3 separate regions of the Sus scrofa genome follow, and all the other regions are linked to region 1. A link is a contact called in public Hi-C data. All regions are on one chromosome and are shown on one strand. The core of a region is the stretch at or near the end of the contact, and the rest is flanking DNA. Distances in the headings are between cores, read along the strand shown.

Region 1 (4,931 bases), core at 1,775-4,274:
TATTGAGAAGTCAAGGTTCCAAAGCAGCCAAGGTTATTCAAAAGCCCACACAGGTAAAGGCAAAAGCAAGAGCCTCTTCCAGTAGGCTCTTGACTTTTACTTGTGGACTTAATATCAATGATGTGTGATTCTACTGGGATATGAATTTTTACAGTAAGTCTAGGGCAGGGTGGGAAATGAGGGATAGAAATAAGCATATCTGATGATAGCAGGGAAACCACATCTCCACTGCTGTGTGGTTCTCTTCGTAGTTGTTTGTGTCGCCTAACTCCTGAAGAAACAAAAAGTATTCCTTTTTTTTTTTTTTTAAAGTTCTTCAAATGCAGGAAAAACTTCAAAGTTATTTATGAGTGAATTTGAGGTGTGAGGATATATACTTAGGAAACAGGGGCTCTCAATTGAAATGTTACATGGGAGAAAGCCAGGAGCCTGGTGAAGCATTTCTAGATTCAGAAAGTTCCAATACATTCCGCAACAATGATAAGGTTCTACTTTTGCAATACCCAAAACATCACTGCTACTGGAGGAAGAATACCAAGGCTTGTTTAGCAACAGAAGCTATATCAGCAACAACCACCACACAGTGTTTTAGAAACCAAATACAACTTCCTAATACAGAAAGGGGCCTCCTGGTCTTCAGAAGTTACATATATGCATTTTTTTAAAAGAAAAGACAAAGGCATATTATAGAAAAATAACACAAGAAAACAAAACACACCAAATTTCAGATTCCTAATGAACTACTCAGACTAAAAAAAATGCTTTCTTCAATAATCAGATTCCTGGGGCTGGGGGAAAACAACACTAGAATTTAAAGTAAAAAGTAAAGAAAACTTTGTAAAATGACAAACGGTGTCTCTTCTACAATCTAGCTTTCATTAACTGATTCTGAAAATATTTACTTAGCATTGTGCCAGGTGGAAAATGGGTAGGGAAAAGCAATTAATCCTCTTCTCTCTTGTCCAATAGACTGAAAGAAATCTTTGATGCAAGGGCTCATGACTTCATCAAGAATGCATCGCAGGTACCCAGTACTGTGCCTGGCACAATGCACACAGTAGATGCTCCATTTCTGGGGGGGGGGGGCTGAATTATTGAAGAAAAAGCACCTATTAATTGTTTAGTTCTGTGAGCCTTTATGGGTCAACAATGGCAACAAAACGAGAAAACCGAGTCCCCAGAAAAATTAATATGAAAGACCTAACTGGAGAAATTCATAAATCTACATGTGTAATAACTGCATAATGCTCAAACTGAGAAAAACTGAAAACAGTATATGACGAGGTTTCAGTGTACATGCTAAGTACAAAAGAAAAGGTAGAAAAGGAGAGTTTAGTGTGAGCTGGCATTGTTAGGGAAAGCTTCAGGAAGGAGGGACTTGACATAAGACATAAAATCAACTGGAAAGCAGCCAAGCCAGGCGGTATTATTCATCATTTGGTGCTCTTGCCTCAAGGCACAATTGGCACAGATTGTGGTATTCCCTCTCCACCACACCAAACCGGCCTGTGCCTTCCCCCACGCACGCACGCACGCACACACACACACACACACACAATAACCACTCCTATCACACCCAATCAAGGCAAAACAGAGACCCAGTTCATTTGTACGGGTGCAAACACACACGCTACAACTTTCCTATCTTTGCCCTCTGTCAAACTCGGAAATAAAACCACGGAAGGGGCAGAGAAGTGGAGGAGTGGCTGGAGTGGGGAAGTCACTAGAACCTAGTTCCTCAATTAGTTTGCATAACAGAAAAATAAAGATTGGAAGGACACTTCCTCCAGTTCCTGCCGTAGGCGCCCCACTGCTCCACCCTTCACCTCGTGATGCCCTCAGTTCTTGGGCACTCCCGGCCCCTCGCACGGTCCTGGGAAACCGCCTGCACCAAACTCAAGACTCCGCCGGGCGTAGAGCAAAGCCCGGATCCGAGCCTGGGTCCGAGCGACGCCTCCTGCTGGCTGCGACCGTTTGCGCAGCTCCGCGCCCCGGATCGCAGCAACTCCCCGCACCGCGGCCAATTCCGGGTGTTCCAAGCATCCAGCTCCCACCTGTCCCTCGGCGCCCCGCAAACCCTCGGGCTAGCTTCCTCCCACCCAACGAGCGACCCCTGCCCCTGCTGCCCTCCCTTCTAGAAGCCACTTGCGCCGCCTTCCACAGTGAATCTCTTTCCCTCCCGGAACAACCTTCCTGAAAAGATCGTCCTGTGGGCTCCGAGGACCGACCCGAGAAGAGCCGGGGAAACGCAGCAGCAGCAGGCACTTCTCGGGCTGGCGGGGAGGAAGGAGACGACTTCAAAGTTAATCTGAAAACAGCCTGCAAACTTCTGGGCTGTAGCCGGAACGCAGGTCCGCCGGAAGGCTCCCCTCAGCGGCCGTGCCCTCCCCTGCGATCTGCGCCTCAGAGAGCCGGGTCTGCCCCATGGGGGCGACCCACACAGACGCGCCCCCGAGCCGCCACAATTCAGTGGGAATGATGAGCCGCCAGCGCCCCCGACTAAACCTTTCGGTGTCTTACTTCGATTTATACACCTGCCAGAGGCCCGAAGTGACTAAGAAGTGTAGACCAATGCCATCCCGATATTGACGGGATCCGACTGAATTCGGTACAAAAAGGCACGGTTTAAACATCAATCACCCCCGGTCGGTGAAAGCCGGCAGCGAGGCCGGCGTCCCTTTCCGCACCCACCAACCCAGCTAGAGTCCCTCATCATCGGCCCCTCAAAGCCCACCCGGAGCCCTTTACCTGAACCGGCAGCCTGAGAGAACCGACCACAGGAGCCGAGTCAGCGCCTCAGGCTCGCGGGCAGTGTCAGCGCCAGGGGGTGGGTGCGGAGAACCGGCTCAGGCGTCTAGGGGTCGCAGGCCGGAGACACGGTGTGTGGCGCACGGGCCATTCCGCGGCCGGGAGCGCAAAAAGCCGCGACTGCACTCCCGATCCAGCTCGTTCGCCTGTCACCTCGAGCTCTGCTTTAAAGTGGCTTCCGGTCGCCTCCTCTCAGCAGCCCCGTCGCGGGGGCGGAGCCTGAGCAGCAGGGGGGTGGGGTGGAGTGAGAGGACGGGGAGCTCAGTGGGTGCCGGGAAGGAGGCCCGCCCCTCGTGCGCGTGCGCGCTCACTCTCGGGAGGCGCGCCGAGATGTATGTGCGTGCGGCGGCGCGTGCTCTCTGGAGGGGGCGTGTCCTTTGGCCGCTGGAGGGGTCGGAAGGGTCTGCGCCTACCAGCCTGTAGAATTGCTCAGTTGTGAGGAGGGGAGGTGTGCCCTGTGTGGGGCGGGCTCCACCTGCCTGCGGACAGATGGAGGGTCACTTTGTTTGGAAGAAACCCAGGCGCCCGAAGGAGGATGTGAAACGGAACAACCCGTTTCTGTGAGGCTGGCTTTGTTTATTTGCCTCCGCAGCAGTGGCCTCCTGCCCCGGTTGCCCCAGACCCGGAGAGGAAGCAATCGGCTGTTACCACCGCTGTGGCCAGACGGGGTCGCCCGCCCTATTCCGGATGGGCAGGCTTCGCTGCACACCCGGACTGGCGTTTGCCAGACCAGGTTGCAGGCATTCCAGTTTCACAGGAAATATTCGCTAGTATTGCAAACCCCTAGCTTTGGGGTTTTGACAATAAAAGAGGTTATGTGTGTGTTTTTTTTTTTTTTTTTTTTTTTTTTTGTCTTTTTGCTATTTCTTTGGGCCGCTCCCGCGGCATATGGAGGTTCCCAGGCTAGGGGTCGAATCAGAGCTGTAGCCACTGGCCTACGCCAGAGCCACAGCAACGCTGGATCCGAGCCGTGTCTGCAACCTACACCACAGCTCACGGCAACGCCGGATCGTTAACCCACTGAGCAAGGGCAGGGACCGAACCCGCAACCTCATGGTTCCTAGTCGGATTCGTTAACCACTGCGCCACGACGGGAACTCCTATGTGTGTGTTTTAAAGCCCGCAAACACCTTAGTGACTTGTTTCTTCACTCAGCAAATATTTCTCAAGTGCCTATTGCATGCCTGGGCTGTTCTGGTGGCTTACCTACACTTAGAGAGCCTTGATCAGCCCAGATACTATGTCTTCATGGAGCTTACAGAGCACCATGTACTCACCTCTAAAATATACACCGCATGTGATTTTGCCATGTTTTCTGAATTTTAAAATGCCCTGGATGATGAGTCCACCTATTGATTAGTTTTTTAGAGGTGGAGGAAGAAGTACCACGTTAAATTCATTTAATTACTGTACGTGGGCGCGCGGGGCGGGGGGAGGGAGAAAGAAAGCCCTTGTCAAAATCAAAGAAAATTAATCACGGCTGTATCCCCAACAGCTGTCTGAGAAGGGAACATCTCCCAAAGAGATACTCCCTTCCTGTGGCCTGAAATCTAAAGTGACTTAATTCCATAACTTGGGAGCCATTCTGGGTTGAAAAAGCCAGTTCTTATCCTACAAACATGGAAGCCTGTAAAAAATAAAAAGTGATGGTAATAAATATTATTGTTCCAAGCCTTTCTTAAACTGTTCTAAACCAAACTGGGTGATGCACTAGCAAACAATATATTAGGGGAAGTATCCTCCCAGCAGGCTTATTTTAAGTGGCATCAATGCAGGGTCTAGACACTAAAGTGAGAATGAAATGGACAGTATTCAGGGACCACTAATTAAAAGGCAAGAATTTCCAGGCTTTAAAAATTGTATTGAGGCAAAATCTTGGACTGTGCCTACTCATAGATGGAATTTCCTAGAAGCAAGTATCTGAGTTTCAAATCTATCATTTTACTGTTTACTTTCTATTTGTGTCATTTGTTCTTTCATGCCTTCTTTTGGAGTATTTTAAATTCTATTCTCTCTCAATAATTAGTTATTTGTTGTACATTCTTTATTCTTTTCGTAGTGTTTTATTTTAGTTAGCTATTGCTGTTCACAAATGACTCCAAAACTTATGACTTAAAACAGCA
Region 2 (4,931 bases), core at 1,309-3,808, 820 kb after region 1:
ACTTTTTTTTTTTTTTTTTTTTTCTTTTTAGGGCTGCACCTGCTGCCTATGGAAGTTCCACTGTAGGGGTTGAACTGGCGCTGCAGCTACTAACCTAAGCATCAGGCACAGTAACTCTGGACCTGAGCGGTGTCCATGACCTACACCTCCTACGACTTAGCTTACGGCAATACGGGATCCTAACCCACTGAGCAAGGCAAGGGATTAAACTCACATCCTCAGGGGCACTATGTCAAGATCTTAACTGGCTGAGCCACAACAGGAACTCCACTATCACATGTATTAACTAAGTTACTCAAAACCTATTAATATATATAGAACTTTTGTTTTCATTTGAAATAGTGATTAAGGAATTTGGTTGTAGTATATCTTTTTATTTTAGTTTTCCCAATAAGATTTGTGGTGTACCTTCACTGGAAATTTTCAGCAATTTGTGTGATTTAGCTGAGCCTTTGTGGGAGTCAGTGTGTGGTTAAGTGCACAGACAGAGCCAACTGGCTGAGTGAATCCCAGCACAACATCCCCGCTCATCACTTCTTGCCTGAGTGAACTTGGCTACTGTCTTAATCACTCTGTAAGTACTTCCTCTTTAAAACTAGGATTAATAATAGTGCCTACCTCATAAAGTTGCTATGAAGATCAAAGGAGTTAATATGAAAAGTATTTAGGACAGTGCCTGGCACACAGTGAGCAAGATCCAAGTGTTAGCCGCTGTATTTACTTTCCACTGGCGACAATACATTCCTTGAAGGCAATCCTTATAATATGTATTATTAGGAATACAACAGGGAGTTCCCTGGTGGCCTAGTGGGTAAAGATCTGGCTTTGTTACTGCTGTGACTCAGATTCTATCCCTAGCCTGGGAACTTCCACATGCTCAGGTGTGGCCAAAAAAAAAAAAAAAAAAAACCACCAAAAAAAAAAAGAATACAAAATATTCAATTTAACTTTTAAAGACAATATATGCATAAGGTAAAAAAAACTCCAATAGGGAGTTCCCGTGGAGCAGTGGTTAACGAATCCGACTAGGAACCATGAGGTTGTGGGTTCGATCCCTGCCCTTGCTCAGTGGGTTAACGATCCGGTGTTGCCGTGAGCTGCGGTGTAGGTTGCAGACGCGGCTTGGATCCCGTGTTGCTGTGGCTCTGGCATAGGCTGGCGGCTACAGCTCCGATTAGACCCCTAGCCTGGGAAAACTCCATATGCCGCGGGAGCGGCCCAAGAAATAGCAAAAAGACAAAAAAAAAAAAAAAAAAAAAAAAATTCCAACAGTATACCTGCACTGTCCAATATTATAGCCATTAGCCCCCGTGACTATTTAAATCAATTAAAATTAATAAAATTAAAAATTCAGTTCCTCAGCTGTATTAGCTACATCTCAAACACACAATAGCTGCATGTGCGACTATTTCATATTTATCTATGAAATTGGACAGTGAAGACATGGAACATTTCTGTCACTGTAAAATGTTCTATTAGAGCTGGCTGATAGTAAAATTCCCTTCCTTTTCTACACCCAACCCCTCTGCCCAGGGACATCATTTTGGTTTTTTGTGTGAAGCATATGGAAGTTCTCAGGCTTGGGGTCGAAGCAAGCAGGATCCTTAACCCACTGAGGGGTGGGGGGGTCCAGGGAACAAACCCCCGTCCTGGTCCTGATCAATACTAGTCGGGTTCTCCTGAGGCACAACGGGAACTCCCTTGTTAGAAGTGTTTTTCTTTTTTTCTTTTAGGGCCCCACCTGGGCATATGGAAGTTCCCAGGCTAGCGGTCAAATCATAGCTACAGCTGCTGTCCTGCAGCACAGCCACAGCAACTCGGGATCCGAGGCCTCTGCGACCTACACAGCTCACTGTAATGCTGGACCCTTAACCCACTGAGTTAGGCCAGAGATGGAACTCACAACCTCATGGATACTAGTGGGATTCCTTTCCACTGCTGCATAACTGGAACCCTGTTGTTAGAGGATTTGTTTTGTTTTGTTTTTTAACACAGATATAATTTGCACTGTACTGCAGCTTATTTCTGTTTTAAAATGTACTATTGGTTTGTTTTTATTGATATATAATTGACATGCAATATTTCTTAGTTCTAGGTAATGATTTGATATATACATGTATTGCAAAATGATTACCACTATAAGTTTAGTTAACATCCATGTATTGATTTTTGGAATATGTCAGCTCCCTACATTTAATGAATTAACAGTTCAAAGCTTTAGCGCCTCTGCTATTAGGCTTACAAAGCAGTTGTGACAACTTGAAAACACCATTCAGCCATAAGCATCTTGTTACATTTGAAAGCAGGTGGAAGGAATGAGCTAAATTTTCTTTCTTGTGTAGCCCATGCTACCCTATACTGCTCTGAATTAAGTGAGTCAAAAGTAATCATCACCCACCAGCAAGGCCCGGAATCCTGCAGCTCGCGAGATCTGCGCTGTGACAAAAGCCCTGCATAAAGGCTGGGGTTACTGTGCATCTACCGGGTTGGGAGGCCCGCGCCAGGGCCTCTCACAGGCTGCGGAAAAGGGGATCCGGCGGTTGCTCGCGCTGCGCCCCCTGGAGCGGGTGGAGCGCGGATCCCGCTGTCCGCCCGTGGAGAGTGGCGCCCCCTGCTGCCCGGCCTGGGAGGTGGCGAGGGCGCCCACGAAGGCAGGAACATGGCGGGGCGGTCCGCGGACCCGGCCGCACAGCCACCGGACCGGGACGGAGTGGCGCCCAACGTGGTGGCGCGGATCTCCCAGTGGGCCGACGACCACCTGCGCCTCGTCCGGGTACCGCAGCCTCGCGGGCCGGGCAGTTGTGGGCGCAGGCAGCGGGGCGCGAGCCTGGGAGGCCGCAGTAGCGGACCCGCCAGGCGGGGGAGGGGCGGAGAGCCGCCTGGTCCGGGTGGCGGGTGCTGGGCCGTGGTGTGCGCTGCTGGGCCGGGCTTGCTTGGCTGATCACTGTCAGGGCTATGCTGGGCTCTGGGACACCGCAGAGAGCGAGCCGCTGCCCACCGCTGGGCCCCAACGGGGCCATTGGCGCAGTTGGGGAAGGCCAGGTGGAGACCAGAGGAGGGCGCCTGGCTCCTCCTGTAGGCCTGGGGAGAGAGAAGCATTGTCTTTAAAAAGTGAACTGAGAGGCCACTGGAGATCGAACAAGGGGAGAGGGACATCTTAGGCGGCCAGGTCCCGGTGGTGGTTTCTTTCATTGTAAGAAATGAGAGGAATCAAGGGATCTGTCTGGTTCGTGGATGATGGTAGAAATTGCTGATATAGAGGAGTTCGGATAAATGATTTGTTGGGAAAATCTGGAGGGTTTTTTGCACATGTGAACTTGAAGATGCCATTTAGACTTCCGAAAGGAGATGTGTGAACTTGAAGGTGGTCATTCATTAGACTTTTTTTTTTTTTTTTTTTGTCTTTTTGCTATTTCTTGGGCCGCATATGGAGGTTCCCAGGCTAGGGGTCCAATCGGAGCTAAAGCTGCCAGCCTACACCACAGCCACAGCAACTCGGACCCGAGCCGGGTCTGCAACCTACACCACAGCTCACGGCAACACCAGATCGTTAACCCACTGAGCAAGGGCAGGGGCCGAACCCACAACCTCATGGTTCCCAGTCGGATTCGTTAACCACTGCGCCAGGATGGGAACTCCTCATTAGACTTCTAAACGTAGCTGTAGATGTCCCAGGCAACTGGATATAGGAGTCCTGTGTTGAAGGGAGATTAGAACTGGACATATAACTTTGGGAATGAGCTGCATAAACCTTAAGTAGTATTTAAAGTTTGGATAATGTCTCGGAGCAAGTCAGAAAGTCTCCTGAAGAAGCCCTAAAACTGAGCCCTTGGGGCCTAACATTTAGAGTTTGGGGAGTGAAAAGGAGGAGGTCAGCAAAGACCAGGGAGGAACAGACTGGGAGGAGGAAGAAAATCAGGAATACCAGGCATCCTAGAAGCCAAGTAAAGAGAATGTTTTCAGATAGAATGATTAACGTTTGTTTGTTTGTCTTTTCTAGGGCCACACCCGCGGCATGTGGAGGTTCCCAGGCTAGGAGTCTAATCGGAGCTGTAGCCGCTGGCCTAGGACACAGCCACAGCAACTTGAGATCGAGCCTCCTCTGCAACCTACACCACAGCTCACTTCAATGCCTGGATCCTTAACCCACTGAGTGAGGCCAGAGATCTAACCGGCAACCTCATGGTTCCTAGTCGGATTCGTTAACCACTGAGCCATGACAGGAACTCCCAAGAATGATTAACTTTGTTGAATTCTGCTGGTAAATTGAGTAGGACCGTCAGCTTTGCAAATACCTTGCAGCCAAGCAGCAGAAGCCAGGACCATGTCTATTTTGATTCCCCAGTGCAGCTCAGTCCTTAGATTAGTACCTACCACTTAGTAAGTACTAGGTAAATATTTGTATCATTAATGAATTTATTTATTTAGTGACCCAGCATTGGCACTGCAGCAGCTCTGGTTGCTGCTGTGGCTGGGATTCAATCGCTAGCCGGAAAGTTCCATATGCCGTGGGCATGGCCAAAAAATAAAAATAAAAACATTGCTAACTTTTTCCTGTTTACCAACGTAATTTCCCAAGGTGCTTGAAGGTTTTGGTGATAAAAATTTCTACCAAATCCTTAAAACTCCCCCTGCAGGCTCAGGGTTATGGGAGTTCCTGTGGCCCTTGTACAAGAAGTATTAGAATGATTCATGTATTCAGCGAACCCATGGTTAAAACAATACCGTCAATAGGGAACAGTACAATATTATGTATGTAATCCCTGTGCATGCTAGATTGGGAGAAAAAGGGGAAGATTAATGGGTGGGTGGGCAGTTTTTTTGGGAAGAAATGGGGTTTTAGTTGAAAGATATGCCTTATTTGGGCGGTTGGTTATAGGGAAGATTTTTTTTTTTCTGAATAATTTAAGTATATTTGAATAATGAATAGT
Region 3 (4,931 bases), core at 1,384-3,883, 770 kb after region 1:
ACTGAGCTTGGTGGGAGAGTGCTCCCAGATTTGTAGAGGAGTATCTCAGTCTGCCCCACACGAAGGCCCCCAGTCTTCTGAGGAGGAAACAGCAATTTGAGCATGGCTTAGCCTTGAAAGCTTGCCTCGAAGCCACATGATGTTAGCAAGAGGAGCTCAACTTGGGGCTGGAAGATTTCACTTCCAAAACAGCTCAGGGCTGGCAAGTTGGTGCTACTGAATGGGTGCTCAGCCAGCAAAAGCCAGGGCCTCAAGCCCCTTCCAGATGGTCCTTCCCTTAATGCATGGAACTCAATTCCAAGAGTGAATATCTCAGGAGACAAGAAGTGAAAACTACCAGTTTCTTAAGACTTGAGCTTGGAAATTATTCCAGCATCACTTAAGCTATATCCTAATGGTCGGAGAACCTAGATTCAAGGAAAGGACAGAGGCTCTACCTCTAGAAGGCAGAAGTGAAAAAGATTTTGGAAGCTATGTTTAAAACTGCCATATCAGGTTCAGGGAAGATAATGTCAGTTTTTAGGGTTAGGGCTGGATTCTCTAAAAAAAGCCCAAGAGTTTAGATACTCAATGTGGGGTATACATTATGTATAACCAGCTGGCTTATTATATGTAATATCTGGCATTATATTACATTGCTACCTACACCTTAATTAAGCCAAGATTGTACCACATCCTACATCAGAATTTCCTGACCCACCCCTTACCTTCAGTGTACTTTAGGTAAAAAATAAGATCTTAAGAGTTCCCTAATGGTACAGTGGGTTAAGGATCGGGCACTGTCAATGCTATGGTTGGGGTTCAATCCTTAGCCCAGGAACTTCTATAGGTGTGGCCAAAAGTAAAATAGAGTGCTAAGTTTTAGAGTAAGATGTAACCTAGTTAATGACTATAACCAGGAAGGATTCATGTTTTTTTAAAGGCACATCTAGAAATCAAGAAAAAAACCTTACAAGCATGAGACAGAAAAAAAAAAACCTATTTACAAAAGAAAAAAAGTCAGATGAATATATCTGATTACACTACAAGTTGCAAGTCAGCAATAACAATTTTTGGACAAGCAAAGATTCAGTTCACCTATACACACTACTTTTAAAAAATAATGGGAGAAATTTTCTAATATAAAAATTGAAAAGAATTTAATCATGACTATACCAACATCTCAGGGATAAGTAAAGAGCATACACACACAAAAAGCTATTTTGCAATATTTAAATGGATGGAGGCAGTGATTGAGAATTTGTGATATATGTTGTACAACTAGTTTGCAATACAAATAATTTCCACTTACATTCCTACATTAAACTAGCTTAAGAATAAACTTTCTATTATATAATTCATTGGTCAGCAAATATACACTTGTAACTTACTATGCCTATAGCAAAATTCTTATCAAGTGCACAGATCTTTGATGCCCACAAATGGAACTTCTCTTTAAGAACTACCATCCCTGCAACATCGCACAAAGTTAGTTTTCAGAAAAGTACTGTTTATATAGTTTGATTTCCTGTGCAAACTCTAGGTTACATTTAACAAGTATGTAACTTTTTGTATTCAGTCTTCAATGTCTATCTTAAGGAAGCGAATCACTTTTTCTAAATAATTTTGAGATGAACTGTTATTTCAACATTTGTATTTGGAAGAGGTAGGAATAACATGTTTCATCTCAAATGGTGGGAGGCTGAGAATGTTTAACTTTAATTATAGGTTTTAAGTTTTTGGTTTTAGTATCTAAATACTTATCCAATGTAAAATAATATATTTTATATATATATCATATGTAAAATTGTATAGGTAACGTATTTTCTATGTATTACAACTTATGCTGTTGGTTACCCAAGGTTAAGTTCCCTGTGATCATTTCAGTAACATACGTGAGTAAACATGAAAAAGAACTAACATTTGGCTCTTACAAGACCTTTCACAGTAGGTCAAAAACTGAGAGAGAAGGAGTCTTACAATTTCACTCTACCCAACGTCCCAGTTAGCTACCCAGGCCTCAATTCCGCTACACTTTTCCATCACTTTGGAAAAACGGACTACAGAGCAATCTTTCGAGCAATTTCATTCATTCCGTAAGTAGGCATTCTTAAGGTACACGCTTCAGCATTTAACCAGGGCTGTTTTTACTCTTTGGGGGACCCAAGGCGCCCCTGCTTGCTGATAAGGAAATTTCGTAAACTTCAGTCCTTCTCTCTGTTTCTCCCTGGCCCACGAAAGCAGGGACATCTCAAAATTCCCAGCCTGGACTTGGGGCACTGCCCACCTCCAGCCTAATGACGAGGACCGAGGCCACTCAGAGTTTGCAAGGTATTAAGTTTGGCAGCAGGCACACGCCCGCCTGAACCCGCCCTCACGTGGCCCCTGGGACCCAATGACCGAGGCCCACGCTTTCCAGACGGCCGCATGCGCTCATGGAGCCAGACCTCGCGCGGCGCCCCGCCCCGGCCTCACGGTGCGCCCGCGTTAATTGTCCCGTGAGGTTCTGGCCGCTGGGCTTTCGGGTTCCTACCAAGCTTTGTTTCCGAACTCGGCCGCTGGATCGTGTCCTGATTGGCTTGCTCTGGAGGCGGGATCAGGACGCATTTGAGACTAGGACCACTTCCTGAAGCTCGAGGCAGGAAATTATCTTGTATCTCAGGAGTCCAGTGGAGAAAGTGCTGTCTGTCGCATTGGTGGCGGCGAGAGCGGGCGGTGGGTCGGGGAATTGGCCGTTTCTCTCGCTACAGCTACAGGCCTGTTTCCATCGCAGCACCACGGCCCCCTCCTCCAGTCTCGACCCCGGCCCGGCTGCCGGGGGCGCTTCTTCAGGCTCCTTGACGCCGCTCCAAGGAGAAAATACCTGGGCATCGCCTGGGCTTCCAGCCAGGGGACTGGCTCCGGGGTTCAGCACTCCGGACGGCAGTAAGGAGTGCCCTTATCAACCCGCGCCCTGTCCCCCTCCCTGAGCCATTGACACCCTGGTCCAGAGCGACAGCCTTGGACCTGGGACTAGACGGATCCAAGACGCTCAGCCCCGGCCTCCCACAAACGGGGTTCTGCATCGTCTCTGATATGTCTCCCACCATCTCCCACAAGGACAATAGTCGGCAACGACGGCCAGGGACTTTCAACCACTCTCTGGATATGAAGAGCGGTCCTCTACCGCCGGGCTCCTGGGATGATGATCATCCGGAGTTGGTGGGCGGGGAAGGGGACAAAGAAGCTCTTCTGGGGGATATCGGCGCTAGTGACCTCTCAAAACCCCCAAGGAGCTGCCGGGCCGAATTAAGCAGCATTTTGCTTTTGCTCTTTCTTTACGTGCTTCAGGGCATTCCACTGGGCCTGGCAGGAAGCATCCCACTTATTTTGCAGAGCAAAAATGTTAGCTATACAGATCAGGCTTTCTTCAGTTTTGTCTTTTGGCCCTTCAGTCTCAAATTACTCTGGGCCCCGTTAGTTGATGCGGTTTACTTTAGGAACTTCGGCCGTCGCAAATCTTGGCTTGTCCCTACACAGTACATATTGGGATTCTTCATGATATATCTATCCACTCAAGTGGACCACTTGCTCGGGAGTACAGATGGCAGAAGCCCCGATGTTGTTGCTCTCACTGTGACTTTCTTTTTGTTTGAATTCCTGGCAGCCACTCAGGACATCGCTGTGGATGGTTGGGCGTTAACTATGTTATCCCGGGAAAATGTGGGTTATGCTTCTACTTGCAATTCAGTAGGCCAAACAGCGGGCTATTTTTTGGGCAATGTTTTGTTTTTGGCCCTTGAATCTGCCGACTTTTGTAACAAATATTTGCGGTTGCAGCCTCGACCCAGGGGAATCGTCACTCTTTCAGGTAGTGTATTTAAACTGTTATGCTGTTAGGTATATTGTACGTTTATGAATCCTTTCGACATGTGGGTGCTAGTAGGAACAATAATTTACTGGAAATCATTTTAATGGGAAATGACCCGAGGTAAGGTTTCTGTTTTACTAAAATAAGCTTCAACCAGAATTATAGTAGAGCAGTCATAATTGATTAGTATTCTGAAATGAATTGGAAGGGTAACTCATCCAGTATACATTGTTGTGTAATGGCAAACAAAAGTCTTGAGTCTAGGAATCCCTTGGCACTTGACTAATAATACTCAGATGAACATTTTTTAAAAGTCTAACTAGTGTGAAGACATAAACCTAGCCTGACTTCAGAGTTTGTTTTTTTTTTGTCTCTTTGTTAGATTGAGATTTCTAGCTCCATGTCTTCTGGTTCATTTCTACCCCTACTCTTAGACCAAGATCCCTCATCCAGCCTTCTGGTGGATGGAATAGGGTTAATTCATTCACACATTAATGAGCAGGCTAAATGACAGGGTTCAAAGGGCCTCCTATGATTAAAGGCAAGTCCAGCCCACAAGAACTTGTGAGATTCAGGCTTTGCATTGTAGGCAGCACTTGCCCTTGTTGAATTATAAGATTTCATGAAGTAGGTAGATAGAGTTCCAGAATGCACAAAACATCAGTTGGAAATGCAATGAAGCAGCAAAGTACAGAAAAATATAGGACAGTATATAAAATGCTCAAAGTGCCTGAAGCAGTCCTTGTGGGGAATGGTTTTGGGAAATGGTGCTGAAAGAAAGATTGTGGCCAAGTTAGTAGGTTGTAACCAAATTAAAGGTCGTTGACCAAATTATTTATTTAGTGTAAGAGTTTGAAGTTTATCCGGTAGGAAATTGGATGTGAATTCTACAATTTCCCTTTTTTCTGCTTGAGTAAAATGCATGGCCCTGTAAAGGATTTTTTGTTGTTTGTTTGTGTTTTCAAACTTCTGAACAACTGAGAAATTACCAATATCAGGAATAACCAACATGGAGATTATAGCAGAATTGGCCATTCTGGTACTGATGATGAATTATGTGTTTCTCTCTTGGAATTAAAACAGCTGAACTTTCTTTCACCTT

What was found. A called contact is a pair of places that touch in the nucleus more often than the background predicts.
Region 2: a Hi-C map of mesenteric adipose tissue shows a contact between it and region 1, with 1.6 times the contacts expected there. The contact joins the promoter of C13H3orf33 here to the promoter of TIPARP in region 1. A contact is called at or near these places in 3 of 47 Hi-C or Micro-C datasets (embryonic fibroblasts, mesenteric adipose tissue and skeletal muscle) and 1 of 2 datasets of contacts at active chromatin or transcription factors (alveolar macrophages).
Region 3: a contact with region 1 is called in a Hi-C map of heart right ventricle, with 4 times the contacts expected there. The contact joins the promoter of SLC33A1 here to the promoter of TIPARP in region 1. A contact is called at or near these places in 1 of 5 promoter capture datasets (liver), 1 of 47 Hi-C or Micro-C datasets (heart right ventricle) and 1 of 2 datasets of contacts at active chromatin or transcription factors (alveolar macrophages).

What each region holds. Positions count from the first base shown.
Region 1 is chr13:96,494,479-96,499,409 of Sscrofa11.1, reverse strand. TIPARP (TCDD-inducible poly [ADP-ribose] polymerase) reads right to left here and starts at 3,024. Exons shown (of 6, transcript XM_005669945.3): 1 at 2,749-3,024.
Region 2 is chr13:95,671,509-95,676,439 of Sscrofa11.1, reverse strand. C13H3orf33 (protein C3orf33 homolog) reads left to right here and starts at 2,558. Exons shown (of 5, transcript XM_003358621.4): 1 at 2,558-2,773. The coding sequence starts at 2,660. It overlaps LOC106505721 (a long non-coding RNA gene), which reads right to left and starts at 2,528. Exons shown (of 3, transcript XR_001300388.2): 1 at 2,399-2,528.
Region 3 is chr13:95,721,859-95,726,789 of Sscrofa11.1, reverse strand. SLC33A1 (solute carrier family 33 member 1) reads left to right here and starts at 2,633. Exons shown (of 6, transcript NM_001244245.1): 1 at 2,633-3,829. The coding sequence starts at 3,055.